Regions from separate parts of the Sus scrofa genome. Here region 1 is linked to region 2. The links are chromatin contacts, called in public HiChIP or PLAC-seq maps. All regions are on one chromosome and are shown on one strand. Each heading gives the region's core, a stretch centred on a gene start, on an enhancer-like site or on the middle of the called end of the contact. The rest is flanking DNA. Distances are from core to core; before and after follow the strand shown. Region 1 holds the start of PM20D2 (peptidase M20 domain-containing protein 2). Region 2 holds the start of PNRC1 (proline-rich nuclear receptor coactivator 1).

The links. HiChIP or PLAC-seq counts read pairs in DNA pulled down with a chosen protein or histone mark.
Region 1: an H3K27ac HiChIP or PLAC-seq map of skeletal muscle shows a contact between it and region 2. The contact joins the promoter of PM20D2 here to the promoter of PNRC1 in region 2. A contact is called at or near these places in 1 of 5 promoter capture datasets (liver), 7 of 47 Hi-C or Micro-C datasets (brain, heart right ventricle, liver and 2 more) and 2 of 2 datasets of contacts at active chromatin or transcription factors (alveolar macrophages and skeletal muscle).

Annotation. Positions count from the first base shown.
Region 1 is chr1:57,185,086-57,191,173 of Sscrofa11.1, reverse strand. It overlaps PM20D2 (peptidase M20 domain-containing protein 2), which reads right to left and starts at 3,155. Exons shown (of 7, transcript XM_013992683.2): 1 at 1,926-3,155. The coding sequence starts at 2,639.
Region 2 is chr1:57,123,228-57,129,777 of Sscrofa11.1, reverse strand. PNRC1 (proline-rich nuclear receptor coactivator 1) reads right to left here and starts at 1,678. Exons shown (of 2, transcript XM_021089951.1): 1 at 811-1,678. The coding sequence starts at 1,350.

The DNA of each region.
Region 1 (6,088 bases), core at 1,906-4,405, 60 kb before region 2:
TCTGCTGTGTAAGAAACTTTCTAGCTACTTACTAGTTATCCTCACAACAACCCTGTGAAGCAGGTGATCCATCTGTATCATTGTTTTAAGTAGGATGGTTTTGAGGCGTGAAGTGTTTTGCCCCAGATCACAGAGCAAGTCTACAAGCAGAGCTGGGATTAGATATCTTGACCTTAGGCCTAAACTCAGATTCTTTACTGAGATACCTCTTTAAAAAGTCTTAATGCATTAATCCTTTATGAAAAGCATTAAATGTCTTAATACCACAATAAGAAACAGCCAACTATGACACAAACTTACTAATTTGATTCCACCAGCTCAACCAGGCAGATTTATTGGTCACCAAACACCTAATTAAACAAAAGAGAACTTTACAGAATAAACATTTTACTTTGATATTTAAGTTTAACTTCTTCAATTTTCAAAAGCAAAGAAAAATTTAATCCATAAACAACTAATATACTTTCAAGATCACATCTAAGAACACAATAAAGCAAGTTGGAAAAAGTCTCGGCTTGCAAAAAGAATCAACATAAATTCCATTTTCAGATAACTTTGCTAAAACTGCATATTACCATTCAAAAATCAGAAGTGTGATATTACCCAAATTCTTGCTTCATGTAGAAGTTTTAAAGTACCCAAACTCCTAAATTAAGCTATTTTTTACTCTTAACCCATGACTCATTAAATCTGATGACTTTTCAGGTTAAACCTTGCTGACTTCTCTGAACCGCTCATAAACCTGGTTAAAGCTAAATCTCTCCAGCGTTTCATGCGATGGAAAAAGGGGACTCCCTCCCTCCAACAAAACAAAAACCTAGCCAGACGAAAAACAAGAGGCAGAAAAGAGAAGGCTGCCAAATAGAAAAAGCCGCAAAAAATGGAAATGTTAGGATAAATGAGAAAGGTTACTGACACTGGAAGAAATGGACTAAAGAATATTAAAATATAACATTAGACTTTTCCATAACCTGAATGGCGTTGATTGAATCTTAGCTCACAGAATGAAGAATATACCATCTGGAAAAACAGTAACACAAGATTAAACTTGCCCTATGATCAAGCTACTTTTTTTTTTTTTTTCTTTTTGCTATTTCTTGGGCCGCTCCCCCGGCATATGGAGGTTCCCAGGCTAGGGGTCGAAGCGGAGCTGTAGCCACCGGCCTACGCCAGAGCCACAGCAACGCGGGATCCGAGCCGCGTCTGCAACCTACACCACAGCTCACGGCAACGCCGGATCGTTAACCCACTGAGCAAGGGCAGGGACCGAACCCTCAACCTCATGGTTCCTAGTCGGATTCGTTAACCACTGCGCCACGACGGGAACTCCAGGATCAAGCTACTTCTTAAAACGCGAAATAAACATGACTTAAGGATCTACTCATCTATGTAATTAATGTTCACTTTCTTCCCGTTGTTTGTACACTTCTTGAGGTTCCGTAGTTTAAACGACTGAAAATTTCTTATCCAAATGCCAGTGATTCACAACAGCTCCTAGGACTTCCACAACCAAAGATTTTTCTGGATCCTAACAAAGAGGGTCTGTAGTTTCCCTACAATAACTACTTCCTCCAGAGACTGCACAACCTTATCAGCAAATTGCGGTTCCCTGATACCAAAAATAAGCCATCACGAAAACCAGGCGTGGTTCTAAGTTATTTCCTAAAGGAGAAAGTCCACTCCAGTGTTTACAACAACGCAGGAAAGAAAAGGCAAAAATCTGCAAAATGTCGCCAGGTCGGCAACTCAGGAACTATAAACTTTGATCCTGGGCTTCTGCCCACTAGCAAAGGCCAGGTGGTCGAGTGCTTTCCCCTACACCTGCGCCGCGCTGGCAAGGGACGGATGCTCAGGGAAACCGCACTTCTGCGGTTGGTCCCGGCCTGGACAGGCGATGGGAGCCCCCCGCTCGGGCCCCACCTCACCTTCACCGGCAGAGGCGGCCCAGGGAGGCTCTCCAGGCACCCCTTCACACCCAGGGCGGCCGCCGCCCCGACCTCGGCGATTAGGTTATGGCCGCAGGCGTGCCCGATGTCGGGCAGCGCGTCGTACTCGCAAAGGAAGCCCAGGTGCAGCGGGCGCGTCGCCGCCAACCCCCGCGGCGGCGGCCCCCACTCGGCGCGGAAGGCCGTGGCCAGCTGGTAGTGCGGCTGCACGGCCCACGACCCGGCCGGGGGCTCGCTCTCGAAGAAGCGCGTCAGCACGCCGTGGGCATGGTGCTCCTCGTAGGCCAACTCCGGCTTGTTCCAGATCGCTCGGCTCAGAGCCCCCAGGCGCTCGGCCGCTTCGTCGATGCAATCCGCGGCGCGCAGCTTCAACAGCTCCAGCTGGGAGACGCCGACGCAGGCGCCCCCCTCCACGGGCCGCTCCTCTTCGGGTCTCATCGTGCCCACAGCTGCCAGCCGGTCAGCGCTCCTCGGGACGGCCGGCTGGATCCCTCCCTCCTCGCGGCCCACTGCGCCTGCGCACGCGCTGGGCGTCCTCTCAGGTTGTCTCCACAGCTCCCGGGAGACCCGCTCCCAAGCCGCGGGCCCCGCCTCCAGCGTATCACCAGAAACGTGCTCCGCCCCTTCTGCAGCCAGCAGAAACCCGCTCCCTAGGAAGACATCGGGTTCTGAGAGTCCTCGTCTCGGATCCATACCCTTGACTGTTCTGACTACTGACTTATACTCTAAGGTCGTTATTACATTTCCACTGTTGCTTATCTCCACAACCTCGGAATGAGAACGGTTTCATTGGCTATTAGGCATCAGGGGCAGACCAAGTGGAACACAGTCCACGGCAAAAGGCCGCTTTCCTTTCTAGATTAGTAATACAGATTTATATAAGGTTTTTAGTTCATAAACTGGGTGTCAATATAAATGCTTTACAAAAAAACCCTCTGGACTATAGACTTTGCAGTTACTTAAGTTTTCAGTACTGCCCTGCATTCTTCTCCTTGAGGGTGCTGTCTTGTATAATAGCTGTAAATACTCTATGTGGCTTTCTTATTAGAATCAAAACTTACTAGTGTCTAGAACAGTACGTGGCGTTTGTAGTAAGCACTAGACATGTATTAGCTATTATAGTCTGAATAGAATTAAGAATTTAAAATGAGATTTTTTTAAAGCCCAAAAGAAAGAATTAATGAAAATATTTGTAGTCTTATATATTCATATTATTTTGTTGATTTGTGTTATTTTTAATAATAAAAGCTTTGAGAGAGAAGCTATTTTCTGACTATTTTTGATTACAACTTTGAGCCTGAACTCAAGTAACACGATGTGTGCCATTGGTGTGCACATTATAACTGGGTTTTAGATTACCCAATGAAGAAATTCAAGATGCTTGTGCTCCTGTTTTTCTCCTGTGAAGCACAAAGCTTGAAAAACTGTTGTTGATGATATAGCTATTAATAGTACTGTAGAAATTTATATTTTAAAGGTGTTCTACATAGCAAGAGCTTTCCTCAGCTTTTTATACTTTATCATCTCTTAATTTGTCAAAATAATGTTAAATGGAACACAATATATTTATATAATAAGACAAATGTATTTCTTGAAAATAAGTCTAAAGGAAGCTAATATTCACAAAGACTGTCTACTACTGTTTTTATCTACTAACCGTACTAACAATACCAGAGTCACATTCTAAATCTGAAAATGTATCATCCCTTAGTTAACACTCTAACTGAAACTCAGCCCTAAGGATGACAAATGTGGTATTAAATTCCTGGACCCCCTTGTCTATGCTTAATAAACCTCACCTTCCTCAAAGTAAAACAAACAAACAAAAAACACCTAACTCATATATACTTCTGCAAAATTCCCGTCTGTGAGATTCAGTGCTACTGTGCTCAGGTAGTTGGCTTAAAAAAAAAAAAAAAAAAAAAAAAAAGGCCTTGTTTGAACAAAAATAATAGGTGACGTTTATAGAGCCCTTACTCTGTGGCAGGAACTTAACATGTGCTAAGTGCTTTGCAGGTATTAACTCATTTAATTCTCATAACAATTTATGAGATTGTTACTATGTCTATCTTCACTTTATAGAGACACTGTCCAAGATTACACAGCTAGTAAGTAGTGGATCCAGTATAGAACAGAAGCCAGTCTGGCTCCAGTGGCCTACTTTTAGCCACCATGCTCCACTGTTAATGTAAGCAGACATCCAAATTTTAAATGCAGCTACAGCTTGTCAATTTACATCAGAACCCATATCACTCATTTTGAATAAAACTACTGCAGCAACCCTGGCTGTTGACATTAGTAGTACCCATTTTGCTTGCTTTATCAACAAACAACAACAGAAAAGGGGTGCATATAAATTCTGTATAGAAGCTGCTATTTATATTTTTTGCTAGGAATTAACAAAGCTGTTGCCTGAGGTGGAGAATAGGTTCACTTCAGGCTTTGTTCTCTGTGTGTGCAGGTGCATGCATGCATGTATGTCTTGTGTTTCCATTGTTGGCAGCCAGTATTTCTTATGGTGCTTTGTATCCTTGAATTTGTTTAATAAGTGGTGATAATTTGTTGAATGTTTATCTTCACCTCCAGTCTTGAAACTCTTTTGCTTTCCCACCATGTTCTCCAGCATCTAACAAAGTATGGTGGTGATACAGTCCTTCCATGTCAATAAACATTTGGTGGCTGATTACTCTTCTTGAATCTAATAAGCAAATTGATCAATGAGAGCAATTAACCATTCAACTATGCTAGCTACTAGCAGACACTGTGTTTATCAATGTTATGTTTCTCCCTAGACTTCACAGTCCTTTACCTATGGGAGCTGATGGACAGGAAGAATGGTTTGTGAAACCTGGTGGAGTTGGTCATAGGGCCTTCTTGAAACTGACCAGCTCAGTAATTCTTACTATCACTTTCATTTATATCCATAATGTTCATATGACTGTCTGCCTCTGTATGCTGCTACTAAGGAGCCTGTGATTCTTTTTAGAAACATTAAAACATTTAGAATACTTCTCTTCCTTTAGTGAGGGCTAAATCTGAAAAAATAATACAGGACCTGGAATTTAGTATTAGGGTGTTAATTTTAATCTCTGTGTTGGAGGGGAGGTGGGTAGAAAGAGTTCTCACTGAAGGACTAGTTTTAAAGTACAAAGATCCCTCTTTTCTCACTGCTCAGAAAATGAACTGCCATGACACCAGCCTTTCAGAATACGAAATTCATGGCAAATGAGTGCTTTGGTGGGAAGAATAGATCAAATATTTCCCTTACCTTGGAAGAGCAATGTTATTCACGACTGCAGGACTAGCCAAATTGTATGACTTTACTGGATATTATTCTGGACTTCAGGCTCAGAATTCCTTTTGGCAAGACAACAGACTTGATATGGTTGATATTCTTTTAACTAGGATAAAATAAGATAATAAAATCCTCAATATAAGACTTGCAAAGCATGACCTAAATGAGAAGAAAAAAATATGTTGAGAACCCAGAAAAAAATGGAATGAAAAACAATATAGCATGTAAAGAAACCACTTCGGATGTAAGGTGTTGGAAAAGCTGGCTCTCATTTGGCAGAAAGCAGTAAACCAAGAAAGCAGGTCAGAGAAAATGCATTTTGAATGGAGATGAAGGGACATAGAGGAATTGCGCACATATTGTTAAGAGAATAAAACTTTATTCAGACAATGGGTAACTATTGGATGTTATTAAGCAGGAGAGAAGTAAAACCAGATTTTTGTTCTGGAAGAATAATTGATGACAATGTGGGGGATAAATGAAAACAGAGAGACGCTGGTCTGAGACAAGCTAAAAGCTTGCTGCAGAGTCCTTGGAGTCCAGAAACATTCCACAGACAGAAGTGGCCAGACTTGATGCCTCACTGAATGTGTTTGGGGCAAGGGGACATGATGGAGAAAAAGAGGCAAGATGACTGGGGTTTCTAGTGTGACCAGCTGGACTGATGGTAAAGTCATTCAACAAAAGAGGGGCAATGAGGAGTTCCCTCATGGCACAGCGGGTTAGGGATCCACAGCGTTGTCGCTACTGTGGCACCAGTTGCTGCTGTGGCACGGGTTTGATCCCTGAACCCTGGTGGCCAATATATATATATATATATTTTTAACAGATTCACATCTTTTTAGTA
Region 2 (6,550 bases), core at 429-2,928:
TACAACGTCCGTTCAACTGGTAACTTTTCTTTCGAAAAGTTCATCGTTCTGGACACAGGTAATAAAACTACCTTCCACTGAAAAAATCCCAGTACAGTACACAGTGGAATGGTTAAATAAATTCCGCTCATCTGATAGGCTAGCACACAGAACTGATCGCTTCAAAGAGGGAACAACTCTGCCGTCGCACCTGCCAACTTTCAAAGTTGAAAAGTACAGCCAAGTAGGTCGGCCCGACGAGGAGCAGCGCCACCCATGGGGCACCTCACAACTCTGCATAAGACCAACCGGGGGCGGGCGGCCCCCAAGGAGCCCCACGCCGGGAGGGTCTACGCGCGTCCCCCCTCGCCTTGGCAATACCATCTGTCGGGAAGCCGCTGGCAGGCCCACACCCCTCACCCGCTCGCCTCCTTCATGAGCGCCGGAGCGCTCCGCACGTAGCGCGCGCTGACGTCAGCCTCCCGCGGGCCGTCTCGCTCCCCCTCGCGCCCCGAACGCCGAAACCCCCTGGAACGCCGCCAGCTTTCTAAATCCGGGCTGTTGCCGGGGCGCAGCGGCTCTTGTCATTGGCCGGCTCCTCGCAGCCAATCAGCAGCGCCAGCGCAGGCCTCCCCCTCCCCCTTCTCCCCCCCAGCAAGAACAGAGCGGGCGTCACGGAAACTTCCCTCCCGAGTAAACAGCCGCCCTCGCCCCTCACCCCGGCCCCTCCTTCCCGGCCACTCAGCGCAGGGCCCCAAGCCTCCGGTCCCGGGTCCGGCCGTCTTGGGGCCGGAGTGCCAACGGTCCCCACGTTCCCCTCGCGGCCCTCACCTCTCTTCTGAACGAGGGCTGGCCGGGCGCCGCGGGCGGCCGCGGGCCAAGGAAAAGGCTCGCTTCTTCAGTTCGGGTTGCGGTTGCAGGAGCCGAGGCCCAGGCGGCGGCCTGGTCCGGGACTTGCTGCTCTCCACTGTGGCCCGTCGCGGGGCTCCGCACGCCTTCCAGGCTCGGCCGGTGCTGCTGGTACTGGTGGAAGCGGCTGGGAAGCTGCCCCGACGGGCTGGCCCGCACCTTCTTCTTTCGCCGCTTCTTTGGTGCTGCGCGAGGGGTGCCCCCCGTTGAGGCGAGGCTGCAGTTGGGCAGAGGCGCTGGGGCGCGAGGCTGAGGGGTCAGACAGGGACCGTCTCCCCCTAAAAAGTGAGGGAGAAAGAGGGTGGGGGGCAGCGCCCTGGGGTCCGGGATCCGGGGTAAAGGCGGCGGAGCCGTGCTCACCATCGGGAGGGCCCCAAAGTAACCGCGGGCGGAAAAGCCCATGGGCGCCAGGCGGCTGCCCAGAACAAGCGGCTCCCGCTGGGGGACAGAAACGACGGTCATAGCGGCTCAGCAGGAGTAGAAGAAGGAAGTGCGGCCAGAGATCACAGGGCGGCGAAGGCTGCTGCTAGGTAAGCCTGTGAGAAGCGCGGACCATGGTTCGGGCGGTGGCGGCGCAGCAACAAATACCCTCAGCCTCCGCTCGGAGTGTTGTTATCAGAAACTCCGCCCTGTGCCCGCCCACCTCCCTGTGAGAGCCCAATAAGAATGCGACCTGGAAGGCCACGCCCCTCCGGCTCCTCCTCCACCGCCTCCGAGAGACACACACAAACAACCCTCTTGCTGCAGCCGGGCACAAAGAGCGAGCACTGCGCAGGCGCTGCCAACGGGCTCTTTCGGGAAGAGTCGGTCCCGCGAACAATGAAGTTCCGTTTCAGCCGCACCTGCCCCACCTCCCCGCTCTTCTCGTTTCTCACCTCCCCGCCTCTCCCTGAAGGCTTTGGTCAGACTACTAGAGCTCGGCTAAATCTAGGGGTGGGGTTGGGATAGGGGCGGGAGGCAGGGAGTGAAAAAATCCGGTAGAGTCAGGCCAGTGGGTGCCTCCTCGGCCACTGACCTTGGGGAAGTAGTATTTTCAAGCCGAATGTAACAGCATTATTACCATTGGCTTTTTTTTTTTTTTTTTTAACATTTCAAAGTACATTGCAGGAGTTCATTCTTTGTAGTCGGAAAGAAAAGCAGTCCACGTTTAAATTACATTTGATGAAGTGTGGCTCACTTTTTTTTTTTTAAATCGGGTGAGAAACGCTGCTCAATAGCTGTGGTAGTTGGAGTAAGAAGGGAGTGACTTACTCATTGAAATTGGACGCTTAATGTATAGTAAGTTCTGTATAAATCCATGGGACTTTGGGACAGCAAAAAAGTGCCTAATACTGAGGAGGAAGCAGAGGAAGAGGCTTGTGTCTCAAAGGAAGAAAGTGAAACAGCTCTGCAACATTGCAGTATGCTTTGCTAGCTCTTGTGTTGATGAGAATCCCACTCTCATCATCTCCCCGCACTGTGTTCAGACACAAAAAGAACTGTGGCTATTTATCAAGCCCTTATGTGCTACCAACTGTTCTTTACTTAAATTACCTCATTTGAATCTCAAAACTAACTCTAAGGAATAGGTACTGTATATTTTATCACCAGTTTACAGGAGAGAAAACAGGTTTAGAGAAGCAAAAGTTTTACTTGCCAGAAGTCGTACAGTAAGCTAATAGCGGAGTCAACTCCAATCCAGGTCTGGCAACACTAACGTGGTTTTGTTTGCTTGTTTTTGCTTCTTAGGGCCCCACCTGTGGCATACAAGAAGTTCCCAGGTTAGTAGTAGTCAGAGCTACAGCTGCAGGCCCACACCACAGCCACAGCAATATTGGATCTCAGCGGCATCTGTGACCTACACCACAGATAATGGGCAGAGCTGGATCCTTAACCCATTGTGCGAGGTCAGGGATCAAACATGCATCCTCATGGATACTAGTTGGGTTTGTAACCCAATGAACCACAGCGGAAACTCCCTGGAAAGACTAGCTTTAACATCATCTGTACTACCTACCACACTAGATTGTGGGTTTTTAGAACACAGGATACTATTAAACTTCTCTGTATCCTACCAGCCTTTTTTTTCAGCTTTATAGTGCTTGGTAAGTGTTTTATGATTGATAATAGAGTTGGCTAGAGGGACTGTCCAGAACAACACTTCCCAATGACTTTATATAAACTTTTTTGTTTGTTTGTTTTTTTGTCATTTCTAGGGCCGCTCCCTTGGCATATGGAGGTTCCCAGGCTATGGGTCTAATCCGAGCTGTAGCCGCTGGCCTACAGCAGAGCCACAGCAACGCCAGATCCGAGCCGAATCTGCGACCTACACCATAGCTCACGGCAATGCTGGATCCTTAACCCTCAACCTCATGGTTCCTAGTCGGATTCGTTAACCACTGAGCCACGACAGGAACTCCTTTTTTATTTTATTTTTTATATAAACTTTTAATACTACATTCCATCATTATTGATTGCTGGACTTGATCATTTTGCTAGATTTTACTCTTTTTTTTGGTTTGTTTCCAACACTTAATAATTCATAGTAAATGCTTGTGATTGGTGGATTAATGGGAATCATATACTTTCGGTGCTGTTAAAGATCTTAGAGAGACTTTAACTGAAAATCGTCAGGTCTGTAAATTGATGCTGTGAGGAGAATGGCTTGGCAAGAGTGGTGGAGAAGGGCAGGCAAAAATTATGGAACCTCTGGAATGAGGTCATTTGTTCTTTTGTTTTTGTAAGAGTTACTGCTTTCTCAAAAAATGTTTTCATCTGTTATTTTATTCTTACTCCAATCCTTTAAAATAAGATAGAGATGTATAAATGATATAAAAAAAGCCTCTAAAATAAAGTAATCTGCCTAAGGGTCACACAATGAGTTAGGGACTAAATCACAAACACCTAATGCAGTGCTTTTTTAAAACCTTATCCCAAGCCCTAAGATCTGGCTTTACTTGGCGGCACTATCAACTGTCCTGAAGAATAATTTACCCATCAGGGGGCTGCTAATTTGTAGTCAGTTCAGGGGGGCCCTTGATCAAGGACATCTATTATTATCTGTGTGTGTTTTTTGAGTGTTGGAGTTATTGTGCAGTATGTAGTTTATCCTTTTGAGACCTGAAGTGTAGGTCTCAGGTTAGACGCTGGATTCTGTACTTTAAAAAAGGTACCCTTGCAGCTGTGGCCCCCTGGGTGGTTGGTGCTAAGATGGTGCACCACTGGAAGACAGCAGTCCAAGGTTGCTTTTTTTAACCAATTGGAAGAGAGTAATCCTGGTTTGTTGCTGGGTTTTTGTTTTTGTTTTCTTTTTTCTGCCACCATGAGCCACATAGAAGTTCCCCAGCTAGGGATCAAATCCAAGCCAGAGCTGCGGCCTATGCCGCTGTTCCAGCAATGCGGGTCCTTAACCCATAGTGCCACACTAGGGATAAAACTGGTACCTCTACAGAGACAAGCTAGATCATTAACCTACTGTACCTCAATGGGAACTACCTCCCTGATGTTTAAGCATCGATCTCAAACCTTATTTTATCAACATACCCAGAAGTTTTGTTTTTTTTTTTTTTTATCATTTTAATTTCTTTTTTGGCTGTTTCTGAGGCATGCATACAGAAGGTCTGGGCCAAGTTATCAAACCTGTGCCACAGCAGTGACCTGAGCCACAGCAGTGACGATGCCTTATTCTTACCCACTAGGCCACCGGGGAACTCTTGAAAAGTTCATTTTAAATATAAGGTTTATATTTAAAAGCAAACAAGGAGTTCCTGTTGTGGCACAGGGGAAACGAATCCAACTAGCATCCATGAGGATGTGGGTTCCATCCCTGGCCTTGCTCGGTTGGGGATCTGGCATTGCTGTGAGCTGTGGTGTAGGTCGAAGACGTGGCTTGGATCCAAGTTTCTGTGGCTGTGATGTAAGCCGGCAGCTGTAGCTCTGATTCGACCCCTAGCCTGGGACCTCCATATGCCTTGGGTGTGGCCCTAAAAAGAAAAAATAAAATAAAAATAAAAAGCAAACAAAATATGCACAAAATGTCACAGTAATGACAAAATTTATACTGCCCTTAAATTGCTTATAAAGTATTATTACTGCAGGTCAAAATTAATGTCTTCATCATTCCTACACTTATATGTTTCTGGGGTTGTGGTAATTTTACCACATGTTTATTTCTTAAACCTTCCTAAGAAGGACAGGAAGCCACAGCAGGCTCTGCTTTGCACAAGGGTGCCTGGCTAAAGGGGCGAGGAGGAGCTGAAATACAATTCTTCTGCTCTGAAAAGCCATCAACCTAGAAGGAAGGGATCTCTTTTTTTCATTGGTACGAAGGTTCCAAAAGAACTAGTGGCAGCCCTGGGGTTGAATAATATTATGAATACTTAATACTGCTTCATTCTAGATATGAAACCAAAGGAAAAAGCACTTTATTTAGACCAGCTCAGGTTTCAGCCAATTAAATTTTAGTTGGGTCATAGGCCTGGTTGTGCCTTCTGGCTGTCTCTCTATTTTTATTTATTTTTGGCTGTATTGGCAGCATGTGGATGTTCCCAGGCCAGGGATTGAATCTGAGCCACAGCAGTGACTATGCCAAGTCCCCAACCATTAGGCTACAGGGAACTTCCAGCTCTCCTTTCATATGTTGATGAAACTTTAAGAGTCCTTGCTACTCATAGAATGTGACCTAATACCTCTTCTGAAATAGTTTTTGTTTCACTTGGCCACCTTGAAGAACCCAGTTTCTTCTTCTTATATACTCGTTGACCTAGACTGTTCATTTTTGCAAACTTATTTTGTCTCATTAATTATAATGAATAAGACCATTAAAAGGTTTCATCTTTCATGAGACGGGAATGGAGAGCTATTCAATTAACTGTCTTCTGTCTTCCTCAGGACATTTGGCAAATCATCATCTTGAAATACTCCATTGAATTCTCTATTTGGTCATTTTGCAACTAAAATGTTGGATCTCATTTCTACCTGGTTGTTATGTGTGACAGATGATGTGAAGCAGGGCTTTCTGTTCTTTGTATAGTTAATATTTTTTTCCAAGATTGCTTGGCTAATTCCCAGTTCCTCCATTCATCCCTCTTAATTTCTCAACTAGGGAAAAAGTGTGTTTGTGCTTTATGAACTAATATATAGTTTAAATTTTTGTAAAACCAATAGTATTAGCTGTATTTATTCAACTTTAAAATAATTAACATATGTATATTATCACGTTCACGTTATATGGCCAAACTACCTATTGCTAAATTGCAAACTTTTTCCTTTGGAGAATCATTATAGACTTTCATAGTTTCAATGATCTATAATCATTTTCCCATTTTTACTCAAATCTTTAGATCTTGGCTGGTAAAAGACCTTTTAAGATGGTTCTATTGTTTCTTCAGCACTTCTCCAAAATTTTGGGGTTTTTTTGGCTTTTTAGGGCTGCATTCGCACCATTTGGAGTTCCCAGAATAGGGGTCGAATTGGAGCTACAGCTGCTGGCCTACACTACAGCCATAGCAACTTGGGATCCAAGCTATGTCTGCAACCTACACCACAGCTCACGACAACGCTGGATCCCTGACCCACTGAGCGAGGCCAGGGATGGAAACCGAATCCTCATGGATACAAGTCGGATTTGTTTCTGCTGTGCCACGATGGGAACTCCCACTCACAAGCATTTTTGAAAACATTC